Linked DNA regions of Mus musculus: region 1 is linked to region 2. A link is a contact called in public HiChIP or PLAC-seq data. All regions are on one chromosome and are shown on one strand. Each heading gives the region's core, a stretch centred on a gene start, on an enhancer-like site or on the middle of the called end of the contact. The rest is flanking DNA. Distances are from core to core; before and after follow the strand shown.

Region 1 (6,717 bases), core at 2,835-5,334, 400 kb after region 2:
TGGCCTCCCAGGTACTACATTTAAGACACTACGGAAAGTTTGGTTATTTTCTGATGTGCTTCTTGGCCACTTGCACATCTTCTTTGGAAAACCATCTATTTAAGACCTGTGGTTGGGGCTAGAGATATGGCTCAGAGGTTAAAAGCACAGACTGCTCTTCCAGAGGTCCTGAGTTCAACTCCCAGCAACCGCATGGTGGCTCACAACCATCTGTAATGGAATCCCATGCCCTCTTCTGGTGTGTCTGAAAACAGCTAGTGTATACATACCCATAAAATAAGTAAATAAATCTTTTTAAAAAATGTTTACACCCTGTGGTTGTTTTACAATTAGATCATTTGTGGGCTTTCTTGTTGGACTGTGAAGTCCTTTGCACCCTTCGTTACACGCCCACTTCACTTCCTTCCACACTCGGGCTGCCTTGTCACTGCTTTGGACCATGATGCAGACCAAGTGACATGCTTTTCTTTTATTTCCTGAGTCTGGTGTCATACTCAAGAAGTCACTGTTAGGGACAACTTTGGGGAGACGTCCTCCCATGCTTTATTCTAAACGTTTATAATTTTAGCTATTATGCTTACTTGGGGTTTTGTGTGTATGTGCTGTCGGGATCAATCACAGGGCCCACCAGTTATCACCAGCACCACTTATATTCTCCAGTTCAACTCGATCCTTTTTCATGTGGACAATGGCTTTCCAATATCACCTGAGTTCCCTACTAATGGCTAAGCTACCTGTGAGCAATCACTTGATGACAGCGAGTATATGTGCTGGAAATGACTGTTCCTGACCACCTCTCCCACTGGACTTAAGTCTTCCTTTGTATCACACAACTAAGGATTTTCTGTTCTGATGCCAGCATTGCTTAGTTGTTCTTCCCTCTGTAGGACAAGATTTCACTACACAGCTGGGGCTGGCTGTCCATGAACTCCACCCTCCACCTCAGCTTCAGAATGCTGAATTACACGAACGCACCAGCTGCAGAAGGCGGCTTGGATGATCCAAACAACTGCACGGTGTCAAGAGGAAAAAAGGGACATGGGCAGCAATGAACTTACATTTCCCTTGTGCAAAAGCTGTGTCCGTCCGTCCGTCCATCCATCCATCCATCAATCCATACATAGCCCTCTTTCCTTTCTGAGGCAAGGTCTAAGGACGACCTTAAACTCACCCTGGTCCAGAGTAAGAGTCCTGGAACAACCAGGGCCACTTAACACCACCCTGTCTCAACCTCCCTTCCCCCTAAAAAAGACAGGAAACCATAGGAGAGGTGGGCTGGAGAGGTGGCTCAGCAGCTAAGAGCACTGGTATTCTTACAGGCCTCCCGGTTTGATTCCCAGCACACACACAGTGCTGGCCAAATAACTGGGATCACACACCTGAACTACCAGGCTCATCTTAGATTTCTGATAGATTTCTAATTCTCCCACATGAGACTGATTAAAGTTGATACTGAATTGAAAGGATTAAGGGAGGAGCAAGAGGACTCGTGTTACGCAACTGCAACTGCTCTGAATCCTGCAATGTCAGCCAAACACCTGAACAAAGCCCAGACAACAACTATGATGAGATAATGAATGAAATGGGTGTCAGTAGGACCTGGGCCACAGCTGGGTAAACTGATAGTTCAGCATGTACACGGACCTGAATTCCATCCCCAGAAACACCCACAGCCTATTTCCCACTGGCCTCTGAAGAACAGGAGGAAGAAGAATAAAGAAACTAGAAGCAGCAGTAGCAGTAGGCTGGCTCAGACTGGAGGGCAATTCTCCTGCCTCTATCTCCTGAGGGCTAGGCTTACAGATGTACACCAGTCTCTCTCGTGAGTTTGTTGTTTACCTGCAAGAGGATCTCAGTATGTAACCCAGGCTGGCTTCCAACCCATACAGATCCAACTATCTCTGCCACCCAAGAACAGGCTTAAATATGTGTGCCTCTTGCTGCTGTTTGCCTGAGTCTTGCTTCTTTTTTTTTTTTTTTTTTTTTTTTTGGCGAGACAGGGTCTCTCTGTGTAGCCCTGGCTGTCCTGGAAGTCACTCTGTAGATCAGGCTGGCCTCGAACTCATAAATCCGCCTGTCTCTGCCTCCCAAGTGCTGGGACTAAAGGCGTGTGCCACCACACCCGGCTCCAAGTCTTGCTTCTGATTTATCTTGTTTTCTGTGTATGATTGTTCTGCTTGCATGCATGCACGTGTGTGTGTGCACACAGGTATATATACACGTATACATTACATACATATTCATTACATACACACACACACACACACACACACACACATATACATATACATATACATATACATATACATATACATATACATATACATATACATATATACAAACTGTATGTTTGGTCCCTACAGGTATCAGAAAAAGGCATGATATCCTTTGGAATTGAAGTTATGGGAGCCATAAGCCACGATGTGTGTGCTGGGAATCTAACCCGGATGCAATGTAAGAATACCAGTGCTAAGAGCTGCTGAGCCACCTCTCCAGCTCACCTCTCTGGTTTCCTGTCTGTTTGGGGGAAGAGGGGTTGAGATAGTCTGAGTGGCCCTGGTTATCCCAGGACTCTCAACTGTAGACCAGGCTGGGTTGGGATCACAGGTGTGTGCCAGCACTCTCAGCCCTTTTGTGTGTCTCTCCTCACAGATCTGGAGAGGCCATGCCAGACACCTGAGCTGTTATCTAGGTACTTTCCAGCACCATTATTTTAACCAAAATGCTACTCACTGGTATGCGAGCCTTTTTTAATCTACACTGTATAGAGCACATAAGTACTTCAGTGTATACTATGTTAGACTTTCACCACTGCACAAAATAGGTGATGATCACGTGATTTCAGGTTTTTATAACACAGTTATTTTGCTATGCTGTTGCTTAGATTGTTGGTTAGGTGGGATGGCAACATGAGGGGACATGTGATAGCCAGGAAGCAAAGAGAGAGAGAGGCACGGAGAGACCAGGTTCCCAATACTCCCCTCAAGGGCTCATATCTGACTAGGCCCTAACTCCTAAGGGCTATTCGACCTCCTAAGAGAACCAAAGACTAAGGACCAAGTCGTCTTAGGCTTTTGGAAGACATTCAGGATCCAAACTATAACAGCAGTTAACTACTTTATCATCTATATTACTATTAGAACTCTCTGGAAAGTCCTACTGCTCTAAGTAGGCTGGGCTGGAGAGATGGCTCAGGGGTTGAGCACTTGTTCTTATGGAGGACTCGGATTCAACTCCCAGCACCCACAAGGTGGCTCACAACCATCTGTAGCTACAGTTCCAGGGGATCCAAGGAGGACACTAGACATGCATGTGTGCACACGAATATATAAAGGCAAAATACACGTAAAATAAATGAAAAGCTAAAAGGAAAAAAAAGCAAAATGTTGCAGGATATTTGATCACACTGTGAATCCTGAGATTGTTTCTCTGTGTAGCCCAGGCTGGCCTTGAACTCAGAAATCCGCCTGCCTCTGCCTCCCAAGTGCTGGGATTAAAGGCGTGCGCCACCACACCAAGCTCTGAGATTGTGTTATTTACTGAAAAACCTGTTTCTAGGTGTGGTGAGGCTCAGCCTTTAGCACACACCTTTAATCCCTCTGGCTGGAATTCAGACACCCACTTAGTGCACTCCTTTAATAGTAAACACTGAAGGTAAAGTTAGTTTGTCGAAGGAAGCACCCAAGTTTAAAAGTGATGTCTAACTGGGTGGCAGGCAAAGTGACAAATCCGAGGAAGAGTTGACAGAACAGGATCTGCCCAACTCTCATGAGAAGAGAAAGGAAAGGGAAGCTACTTGAGGGGCAGTGCAGGGGGAGGGGCGAGCAGTTCTAATGGAACAGTTACACAGAGACAAGTTGCAGAGAAAACCAGCTGGACACAGGTAAAGACAGAATGAGCCAGAGGATGAGCAGGCGCCAGAAGATTAGAACAGATTGCGAGAGTTTGAGGTCAAACAGAACAAGTCAGGAGAAGCTGAGAGAAGCCAGATTGAATCGGTCAGCTTGGAGAGGAGTTTGAGGCAGAGCAGCTGAGTTGAATCAGCCAGTCAGAGCTCAGTGAGCACAAGAAAGGGTGAGCTTATTCAGCAGCAAGTCTCAGAGGCTGAAACATTCTAGGCCTACTAAAGATTGTATGGAGGCTACAAGCTCCTGGGACTGGGCCTAAGTTAACAAATGGAGGCAGGAAACTTCTTTTCTTTTTTTTTTTTCAAGACAGGGTTTCTCTGTGTAGCCCTGGCTGTCCTGGAACTCACTCTGTAGACCAGGCTGGCCTTGAACTCAGAAACCCTGCCTGCCTCTTCCTCCCGAGTGGTAGGATAAAAGGCGTGCTCCACCACGCCCGGATGGAGGCAGAAAACTTGAGACACCAATGTCTTCAGGAAGTAAAAGTAATCTCTACACAAAACAAGCCGCACACGGCAGCCACTACCTTCTGTAACTCCGTCCCAGAGGGGCCAATGCCCTCTTTTGGCCTGTGGTTACTGTACACATCTGATACACAGATAGCCATGCAGAAAAAACACCCAAGCACAGAAAGTAAATAATGTCCTGTAGGAATCCTCTGTCATTTCTCTTTGACCATACTGGGCCCATGCTCCGCGGTAGAGGAATGCCAGCCAAGTGCGTCTGCTGGGAAGTGAAACCTGTTCACTTCCAGGTTCACTGTGATAATGATCAGGAAGGATCAGGAAGGATGAAAACGAACGGGGGGGGGGGGGGGGGGGAAGAGCTCGCTTCTCAGGCTGACCACGTGCTCTGAGGTCAGGGGCCTCCTGGGAGTTTCTCTTTCTTTTTTGAAAAAATACAAAAGTAGGCCGAACGATGGGCCTGGCGGCGCATACATTTAGTCCCAGTGCTCAGGAGGCAGAGGCAGGTGCATCTCAAGTTTGAGGCCAGCCTGGTCTACACAGTGAGCCAGGGCTGTAGAGATGGACAGTGTTTCAAACAAAACAAAAAATGTTTTACTGGGGTAAAATCATGGTTATTAGAATGCTTATTTTGCAATAAAAAATGGTAATTCTATTACGTGTTTACCTAAAACATAGAAAATTACCTTTGATCCACAACTAAATCAGGTCATGACATCTCACAAATGTCTATAACTCCAGTTACAAGGGATTCTATGCCCTCTTCTAGCTTCCAAAGGCACCCAACATGCACATGGCATACACATGTATGTAAACAGAAACCCAGATTCATATAATTAAAATTCAGGAGGGAGAAGTAGATTGACTCAAAGAATTTTTGTTCTTGCTTTTTCGTGTTGAGACAAGGGTTCTACAAAGTTCTGGCTGTCCTGGAACTTTGTAGACCAGGCTGGCCTCAACTTACAGCAGTCATCCTCCTTCTTCTGCTTCGAAAATGCTGTAATTAAAGGCATGTGCCACCATGCCAAGACAACTCTAGGACTTTGAGTTCATCTTGATGTACAGCTTGCAATCCAGACCAGCCAAGACTACAAAAACCACCAAATATCAATCAATCAATCAATAAAAACAAGGGCTGGTGAGATGGCTCAGTGGTTAAGAGCACTGACTGCTCTTCCAAAGGTCGGGAGTTCAAATCCCAGCAACCACATGGTGGCTCACAACCATCTGTAATGAGATCTGATGCCCTCTTCTGGTGTGTCTGAAGACAGCTACAGTGTACTTACATATAATAAATAAATAAATCTTAAAAAAAATAAAAGGAGCCGGGCGTGGTGGCGCATGCCTTTAATCCCAGCACTCCGGAGGCAGAGGCAGGCGGATTTCTGAGTTCAAGGCCAGCCTGGTCTACAAAGTGAGTTCCAGGACAGCCAGGGCTATACAGAGAAACCCTGTCTCGAAAAACCAAAAAAAAATAAATAAATAAAAAAAAAATAAAAGGCCATTGACCTCATGAGAAATACAAAGTTTTGCAAAACCAGTGTAGAAACGTACTGTCACTGAAACAGTCATTAAGACTTTAGACCTGAAGCCTGGTGTGCTGGTTCCTTTTAGCACTCACGAGGCTGAGTCAGGATGATTGCTGAAGGCTCAAGGCCAGTCAGAGTTACACTGGAAGGACTCTCAAAACCACCAGTAGACACAAAGCATATTGGAACTTATAGGTAGTTCATGAGGCGACCAGAGAGTACTTTTATCAGGGAATAGGGTAGAAAAAGAGTGGACTTTTCTTTTTTGTCTGTTTGTTTTTCTTTCAGTTTTTCCCAGACAGGGTTTCTCTGTGTAGCCCTGGCTGTCCTGGAACTCACTCTGCAGACCAGGCTGGCCTTGCACTCACAGAGATCTGCCTGCCTTTGCTTCCCATGTGCTGAGATTAAAGCTCTGTGTCACCATCGCCCAGGCAGTGACTAATCTTTGACTAGGTTACAATGTATTGACAAGGTGATCATCTATCAACACCTTGCCCTTGGACTTCCCAGTCTCCAGAACTCGTGAGAAATAAACTGTATTCATCATGTGCTTTATCTAGGTCAACTATTTTGTCGTAGCAGTGCGTATGTCTGAAACCTATCAAAAGGCTGGCTGACGGGAACCTCACTTGAGGGAACCCTAACTGAAGGAGGAGCATGGCTTCTCTATGTGCACTTCTGTGGTGTGTGCACTCTGACTCTCCAGAGTCCACTTCATTCGAGCTGACTAGTGTGGGGCAGTTAAAGTGAGTGGTTCAGACTGGACTAACTGGGCTACAATCTGTGAGAAGATATTACTAGGGATCAATATTAACTATT
Region 2 (7,502 bases), core at 1,787-4,286:
GATGTGCTAAGCAGATGGTCCCCCTAAATGTATGGGCTCCCACCTTGAAAAATGGCTGTGGGCAAGGGACAGGCTCTTCGGGTGTCCTCAGCCTCTTTCCTGGTGACTCAACCTGAAGGACAGCTACGTCTCACTTCCCCTTGGTGACACTCATCCTAAGTGGCACACTTCAGAGGACTGGGACCACGGCTGGCAGATTTTGGCTAGCTGTCTAAATGTGTTTCCCTTTGAGACCCCCTACCCCCACCCCACCGGCCATTACTGCTGGTGAGGTCTCTAAACTTGGGAAACCACAAGGCCAGAGCTCTGAGGGCTGTCTCGGTGCACTGTCCTTTCTGCCCGAAATACTTGAGTCGGTCAAGCACTAGAAACAGCTAATGGTTTTTCCCTCTCAACCTGAATTGTTAAAAAGACAACTGGGGTTGGGGTGGGGTGGGGTGGGGGACTGGCTACTGAGAAAGTCCTGGGTCTTTGGTCCACCTCCCCAGGGAGGCCTGGCACATGGTGAAGGGGGGAAGTCTCGACAGGAGTCCAGTCTCTCCTCCCTTGAGCACTGCTAGGGGACCTGTTCAGGCCTAAAGCCCAGGACTGAGAAAAGTGATTTTGGGGGGAGGGGGGTAAGGAGGGGGACAGCTGCCTGGGGGTGGGGTGGGGGACTATAGTGCCACTGAGAACAGCCTGGGGGCCACTCATGGCGCCAGCCACAGACCAGTAACCCCTGAGCTAGATAAGGATTTAGCACTGCAGCGGAACTGAACCGCACTCCTGGCGCTGCCCTGCAGACTGGGAACACGGCCTGAGGCCACTGCTTGGTGTCAGAGTGTTCATAGTATCCCTTGTGTCAGCTGGATGCGAGACATATTTTCTCAGTTCCACAGTTTCCACAGAAGGAATGGGGACTGGCTGCCACACAGTAATCGGGAGGGTAAGGGCCTGGGAATGGAATCCCCCCCTTTCCCCGCATCCAGACCTCACCCAGTTGTCCAGGACTCTATTCTTAAATGTCTATTTCTGGAAGACCCAACATGATTCTGGATGCCATAAGACAGTCTGGCTGTTCTTCACGGCCCTGAGGAGTCAAGCTAAGGGTCTTGTCTTCCCCTTGGCACCTGCTGCCCAGAGCGTGACTGGTGGGACTCAGGAAGAGGGGAGCAGATAAATGGGGGGAGGGGGTTATGTGGAGATTGAAGCCAAATAGCACATCTTTGTCACAAAGAGAAAGAAAACTTGTCTGAAATGAAGATAAATAGCTTTTAAACACACGAATGAATGCCAAGGAATCAGAAAGTCAAACCTCAGGGTTTTGAAGATGGCGCAGAGAATGACCTAAAAAACAAAACAAAACAAAACAAAAAAACAACAAACCTAAAATCCACCAAACCACAGCTTGAATATTTTGACCCACTCAACAATACTGTCAGGAAAACAGAGAGCTTGAAACAGAAAGCTACCTCTCAAAATTGTAAACAATATACAACGAAACGAAATAACCCCCCCCCCAAATCCCACCGTTAACCCAGTTAGCCGGCTGCAAACACACAACAGGATCAGCCAGGAGCTTCGACTTCCAAGCCTGGGGCAGATCCAGAGTCCTTACTCTTGATTGTGAGGTGAGAAATCAAGTCCAGACATTATTCCTACGTAACCCCTCTCCTACATTAAAATCCTTTCTCCTCGAATCACATGGTTTCTGAGTCCTTCCCCAAGTCCCCCGTGGTTCTGCCCACCAGAACCTTACCTGGTTCTCTTCCTGGGAAGGAGTGGGCCCCCACCTGCCTCACCCAATTGGCAGCCCCAGAGAAGCCCAAGACTGCCATCTTGCTTTTCCTGTCTTAGTTCAGTGCAGGGATAGGGAGGACACGGCACAGTGGCCACTCCCCAGCTCCCCAAGCTGAGCTGGGCCAGTTTGGGGGGCAGGCGTTGGGAATCATCTATTCACCCACGACAGCTTCACAAACCAGCTTCACATCTTTGGGGTTATCTACAAAAATCCATCTCATCCTAAATTCCGGATTCCTCCTGAGGGAGCTGGGAAGAGGTAGGGAGTTTACCTCCTCCAAGGGCAGGCCGGCGAGACCGTTTTGTTTTTCTTCCTGGCAACCACTTGCTCTGGTGGCATCAGAATGACTTGTGTAGCTCCCTTCTGAGGCCCTGGGCCAGAATCCTGAAGGAGGCTGCGGGCTGTCACTCTTTCCAAGGAGGACCGGGGGCAGATCCCAAGTCCAGAAAGAGTGAGGGTGACAAGGAAAATCCGTCAGCCCTGGGGCTGGGGGATGGGCAAAGCCCCGTGTCAGGCCTCCAAACAAACAGGCTTTCCTGGGGTCACCTCCTCAGGTGACTCAGGCAACCTCAGGTGGAGCACCTTGCTGGCTAAAGCTGTCCAGGTGAGAAGTCACAGGCACAGGAGCCAGACACACCTGCACGGCGGGCCAGGCTTGGAGTGGCAGCTCTGCGATGAGCTCTGCATTGACCATTTGCCAGTTACAGGCGACTGCACCCAGAGGTCAGTAGTTAGGATATGGAGGGTGCATACGGGCCCGGTTTACACATCTTAGTTTCTGGGATTTTCCCAAAGGGAAACAGTCATCGAAACACAGGGGCCCCAATAAATGCCACGATGCTTGATAGTTCCTCTGGAGCCGGTGGGTGGCGGCCTTGACAGACATCAGAATTCCACTCAGAGGCGCAGGTGGCCGGGGTGGTGATCTCTGGGTTCTTTGAGAACCGGCTGTCTGAGGGCTGCTTCCTGGTCATTCACCGTCTCATGAAGACGAACCTGTTCCCCTCTGAGGCCTCTGACTCCGGTCCAAGGCGTCAGGGTCAACCTGCCATGTTCTTCTGTGAGGATGGGGTGAGGGAGCCAAGGTTTCACTTGGCTCCAAGGTGGAAGCATGAGGGGGGGAGGGGTGATGCACAATACTCCAGGAAATAAAAGAGTCCATCTAGGTGAGAACAAACCGTGGCTGACTGAGGTGTCTGAGCAACTGCTCTTCTCGTCCCTTGTGCTGGCCTGAACTGAAGGGAACTGAGAGCCTGACAGGAAGAGGGAGGGCCCCGAGGGTGATGACATACAGCATTAGAAAGAGCAATCCTGGAGCAGTGAATTGAAGAAACAAACCCAAAGAAACCCACAAAGTCAACTCCAGCTCCCGGGTATCATAGGTTACGGAGATACCGAAGAGGAAACCCTGTTTTAACCAGGGGCAAAAGAGGCGGATCGAGGGTGCTCGGGAAGTAAGGCTGCATCCTGTGAGCACGTGCAAACAGCCCGTCCCCTTCTTCCTTCAGGTCACAGGCTGCAGTCCCTTAACTAAAGCCCTCGCAAGCCCCCACTCTGCTCCCCACCCTCCCGGCCCAGATATACCCTCTCCCTCTCCCGATCCCCGACCCCTGGTCCAGCAGTCTGGCTCTGGCAGAAGGCAGAGATGATTACGTCAGGATGTTGGACATGAACTCGTTGAAGCGTTTTGAGTACTGCTCCGGGTTCACAGTGGAGATCTCAGCCCCTGCCTGGAACACACAAGACATGGACTTGGGTCAGAGGTTCAAGCCTGACCAGAAGCCCAGGAGGTGACAGCTGAGAGGCATGGAGTCTGCTGGGGCTTTTCTATTTATTGTTTAGAAAACAAACAAACAAACAAACAAACAACAACAACAACAAAAACCACTTAATTTTAAGACTACTGGTTCTGGTTCTCAACCTTCATGGTTTTGGGTGTGGCCAGTGCTGACTGAATTTAGTCTTCCTGCCTCAGTCTCACAAGCACTGGTGTGTCATTAGACAATGAGCCTGTCATTCAGCACCAAGGATCACCAGGCTGGGCAGGCCACCTAAGGAAGTGGCTTGTATGTCACATCAGAGCTCTCTGGGGCTCTCCTCTGACTGACACACTCACTTTAGAAGTAGAAAGACAACGTAGAGGTGGCACAAAGGTCCTGGCCTCTGTGGGGGACAGTGTGTGGGGAGCCCGGTCTGTGGGGAGCACTGTGCGCGTGTAAACAAAGCTATTCTTGGCTGTTCAACAAGATGTGCAGCGCCCAGCAGCCCCCGGGGGAAGGCAGCCGGCAGCTCAGGCCCAAAGGCCAGACAACTCCTGGGAAAACCAAGGTGTGTTTATCACCTGGCCAGGCTGGGCAGAGATGGAAACGCAGGCAGACAAGGGAAGGCAGCGGGGTTGCTCTCCGACGCAACTGGGGAGAAGGGCACGGGCACTTCCCCAGAGCACCCTCTGGGCGCTCTGAGAGGGGCACAGATGTACTGCACTAGGCTGGGCCCGGAGGAGGCTGGGAACCCACTCACCCCATGTTTCACCGTTTTGGCGGCGTGTGCAGCTTTCTTCTTAGCGTCATAGGGTGTGAGGATGTCAATGATGGCCATGAAATAGACCTCCTTCTTAGGGGCACCTGCACAGAGAGGATAAAACGTGTCTGGGGCACAGCCATACCTCCTGGGTCCCAGGTTCAGCATCCCTCTGTCCTTTCAGAGTCAGGGAGCAGAAGGTTCCTTATAATCCTGTCTCCTCCAAACTTTGGTCGCTGTAGGACCAAAGCAGCAATGCACAAGGGTCTGTCCTTCCCGTGAGCTATGCATTATCATCCAAGACAGCCAGAGAGGTGACATGAGAGGACTGGCGAGAAGGAACCCCAGGAACCCCAGGTTCCAGTCCCCTCAGGGTGGCCGGAGATGGTAAATCACCCGTGAATGAGGTGGGGATGCAGACAACCCCCCCCCCCAATTGCAACAGTGAGCAGAGCACTCGGGGCTGGCTGGGCAGAGCGGCACGAGCTCTTACTTTCATGGCTTTTCATGGCATAGACGTCCACAGAGGGGTCGAACTCTCCTGGGCCGAAGAACCGGGGGAAGCTCAGGAGGTTGCCAGGGCTGTCTGGAGGCGTGCCATAGGAGCAGAGCAGGCTGCCACCCACCCCATCATTCTCGCATTCCTCCTCCTCCGCTCGCTCTTCCACCTCCATCTCCTCCTGCTCTGCCCGGTCCACGTCGTGGATGCCCACCAGGAGACTGTAATCCATGATCTTCAGCTGGGCCAGGAACTAGAAAGAAGCGAACGGACCAGTGAGAGGTTTATATGGGATGCCCCCCCTCCCCCCACATCTGGAAAGGGAGGAAGCAACCCATTCAACTCCTCCCCACTCGGGCTTTAAAAGTGCAGCGGGAGTAGTCTCCACCACGAGAGTGGTGTCTGAGGCGAGGCAACTGCTCAGCAGGGCAAGGAGGTATAAGGCTGGCGGCAGGGTGGCAGGACTCCCTGAGGCTAGGCACAGGGCTGTGGCTACAGGAAGAAGAGCAGCCAGACAGGCACAGGCTGTAGGGTAAAGATCAAAGTACCTGCTGCCAGAGAGTCTGAGGAACGCAGCATGACAGCATGCAGCACCAGGGAAGATGGAGAGACTGACACCACACAGCCATTCCTCTCAAGCCACCACTCCCAGGTGCCTCTGAGCCCAAGGCCAATAGAGCAGGCTGGCCAGGCTAGCCTTAAGGGGGTTTGTTTGTTTGTTTGTTTTGTTTTGTTTTTAAACTGGGTGTGGTCATGCACAAATTTAATCCCAGCACTTGGAAGGCAGAGGCAGGCAAATTTCTGAGTTCGGGGCCAGCCTGGTCTACAGAGTGAGTTCCAGGACAGCCAGGGCTACACAGATAAACCCTGACTCGAAAAACCAAAACAACAAAAACAAAACAAAACAAAAAAGATTTTTTAAAAATTTTCATTTAATATATAACACTCTGCTGGAGAGATGGTTCAGTGGTTAGAGAGCGCTGGCTGCTCTTCCATAGGACCTGGGTTCAGTTCCCAGCACCCACATGAGGCAGCTTACAACTGCCTGTAACTCCAGCTCCAGGAGTTCAAACATCCTCTTCTAGTTTCCACAGGTACCTGCACAAACTTGGATACACAGAGATAGGCAACACACACTCGCAAGCACATACAAACACACACCACAAAAACAAAACAACAACAAAAATAAAAAAACAGAAAGGCAACCCCAGCCCACCACTCTTTGCTGAAGATCAAAGGAAGCCATGTCGGGCAGAGAATTCTGGACCCTCCCCACTGGGGAAGGAGTGAGTCAGAGCCAGGGAACAGCTGGTTGGAGGACCACAACAGCTGGTTTCCTGTCACTAATGCTATATGCCCTTCCACTGTGGGAGCTGTGTGTGTAAAATGTCTAGTAAAAACAGTCCACTCTGGGCTCCAAACGCCCCACCTATAAAATGTTAGTGGAGGTTTGGGAGAGAATGAATGGCCCCTACGGGCTCATATATTTTCATGCTTGGTCCCCAGCTGATGGAACTGCTTGGGAAGGATTAGGAGGTGTGGCCTTATTGGAGGAGGGGTGTGGCTGAGGTAGGCTTTGAGGTTTCAAAAGACTGGGCCACTCTCGGGCTGGTGAGATGGCTCAGTGGGCCACTCTCATCATATGCTCTGCCTCCTGCCTGCAGGCAGCTGTGAGCTCTCCGCCTGCCGCCATGCCTTCTTTCCGCCATTACAGGACTCTCTAGCCCTCTGGAACCAGAAGCCCAATTACAGGCTTTCTTTTCTCCATTGCCTTGGTCGTGGTGTTTTTGTTTTTGTTTTTGTTTTTGTTTTTTCGAGACAGGGTTTCTCTGTGTAGCCCTGGCTGTCCTGGAACTCACTCTGTAGACCAGGCTGGCCTCGAACTCAGAAATACACCTGCCTCTGACTCCCGAGTGCTGGGATTAAAGGCGAGCACCACCACGCCCAGTTGGTCGTGGTGTTTTATCACAGCCACAGAAAAGTAAAACTAAGACAGTGTTGCCCAACCATACAGGTTTTAGGCAAGGCTCACACCGACACCACTCTCTCAGCTAGGAACAGTGAGTTCCACTCTCTGAAGGCTAACAAGGCTCCTGGTCGGCAAACAGGGTGAAGACAGAGGTTAGAGGATACCTCAACGTCCCGCTTCAGTTTTTCCAGGAAGTTCTTTTTGCTCTCTTCTCCCACGTGCAGCTTCTGCCCTTCGTTGAGGAAGTCATTATCTTTGAAAGTTGGCAAGTCCTTAGCCTGGGAGGGCAACAGCATAGTCAAGTTAACTCACTTGGGCTAACTCGCTCAGGTTAACTCACTCAACCAGGAAGCATGACCTGGCCGTCTGCTGGGAGCAGTGTGCAGAGAGGGGAGTGATCCTTAACACAGATGCACAGCGTCAGAGAGGCGAGTGTGAGACAGGTAATGACAGCAATCGTGACGTGTACTGGACACTGAGTAACCCCTCCTGCTGAGCCTTGGCCGAGCTTAGGGAACTACTGACTGGCTCAGGCTGGACACGGACACCTTCTCCATCCCAACAGAACCACAAAGAACCCAGCGAAGGCAGAAGCCAGTGCTGAGTGTGCCAAGGGCAGGCAGGACTTAATGACGCAGAACCTTCTATGTTGATATGCCTGGGAGCTGGGCTGGGGGTCACAGAGGGGACATGACAGATGGCCAACAGAAGGTGTCACCGGGCAAGCGACCTTT

The links. HiChIP or PLAC-seq counts read pairs in DNA pulled down with a chosen protein or histone mark.
Region 1: an H3K27ac HiChIP or PLAC-seq map of microglia shows a contact between it and region 2, with 6 times the contacts expected there. The contact joins two enhancer-like sites. A contact is called at or near these places in 1 of 484 Hi-C or Micro-C datasets (embryonic stem cells) and 1 of 115 datasets of contacts at active chromatin or transcription factors (microglia).

What each region holds. Positions count from the first base shown.
Region 1 is chr11:98,117,262-98,123,978 of GRCm38.p6, forward strand. The region is part of intron 2 of Fbxl20 (F-box and leucine-rich repeat protein 20); the gene reads right to left. Among named protein-coding and RNA genes, the nearest start is that of Fbxl20, 29 kb to the right of the region's middle. Within about 2 kb of position 4,085, at least 18 of the 459 cell types and tissues checked have an H3K27ac peak or open chromatin away from gene starts, as enhancers often do. A contact at or near this core is called in microglia, where this site is marked.
Region 2 is chr11:97,715,430-97,722,931 of GRCm38.p6, forward strand. Pip4k2b (phosphatidylinositol-5-phosphate 4-kinase, type II, beta) reads right to left here. Exons shown (of 10, transcript NM_054051.1): 7 at 6,933-7,046; 8 at 4,794-5,052; 9 at 4,301-4,404; 10 at 1-3,510. The coding sequence ends at 3,430. Among named protein-coding and RNA genes, the nearest start is that of Psmb3, 16 kb to the left of the region's middle. Within about 2 kb of position 3,037, at least 99 of the 459 cell types and tissues checked have an H3K27ac peak or open chromatin away from gene starts, as enhancers often do. A contact at or near this core is called in microglia, where this site is marked.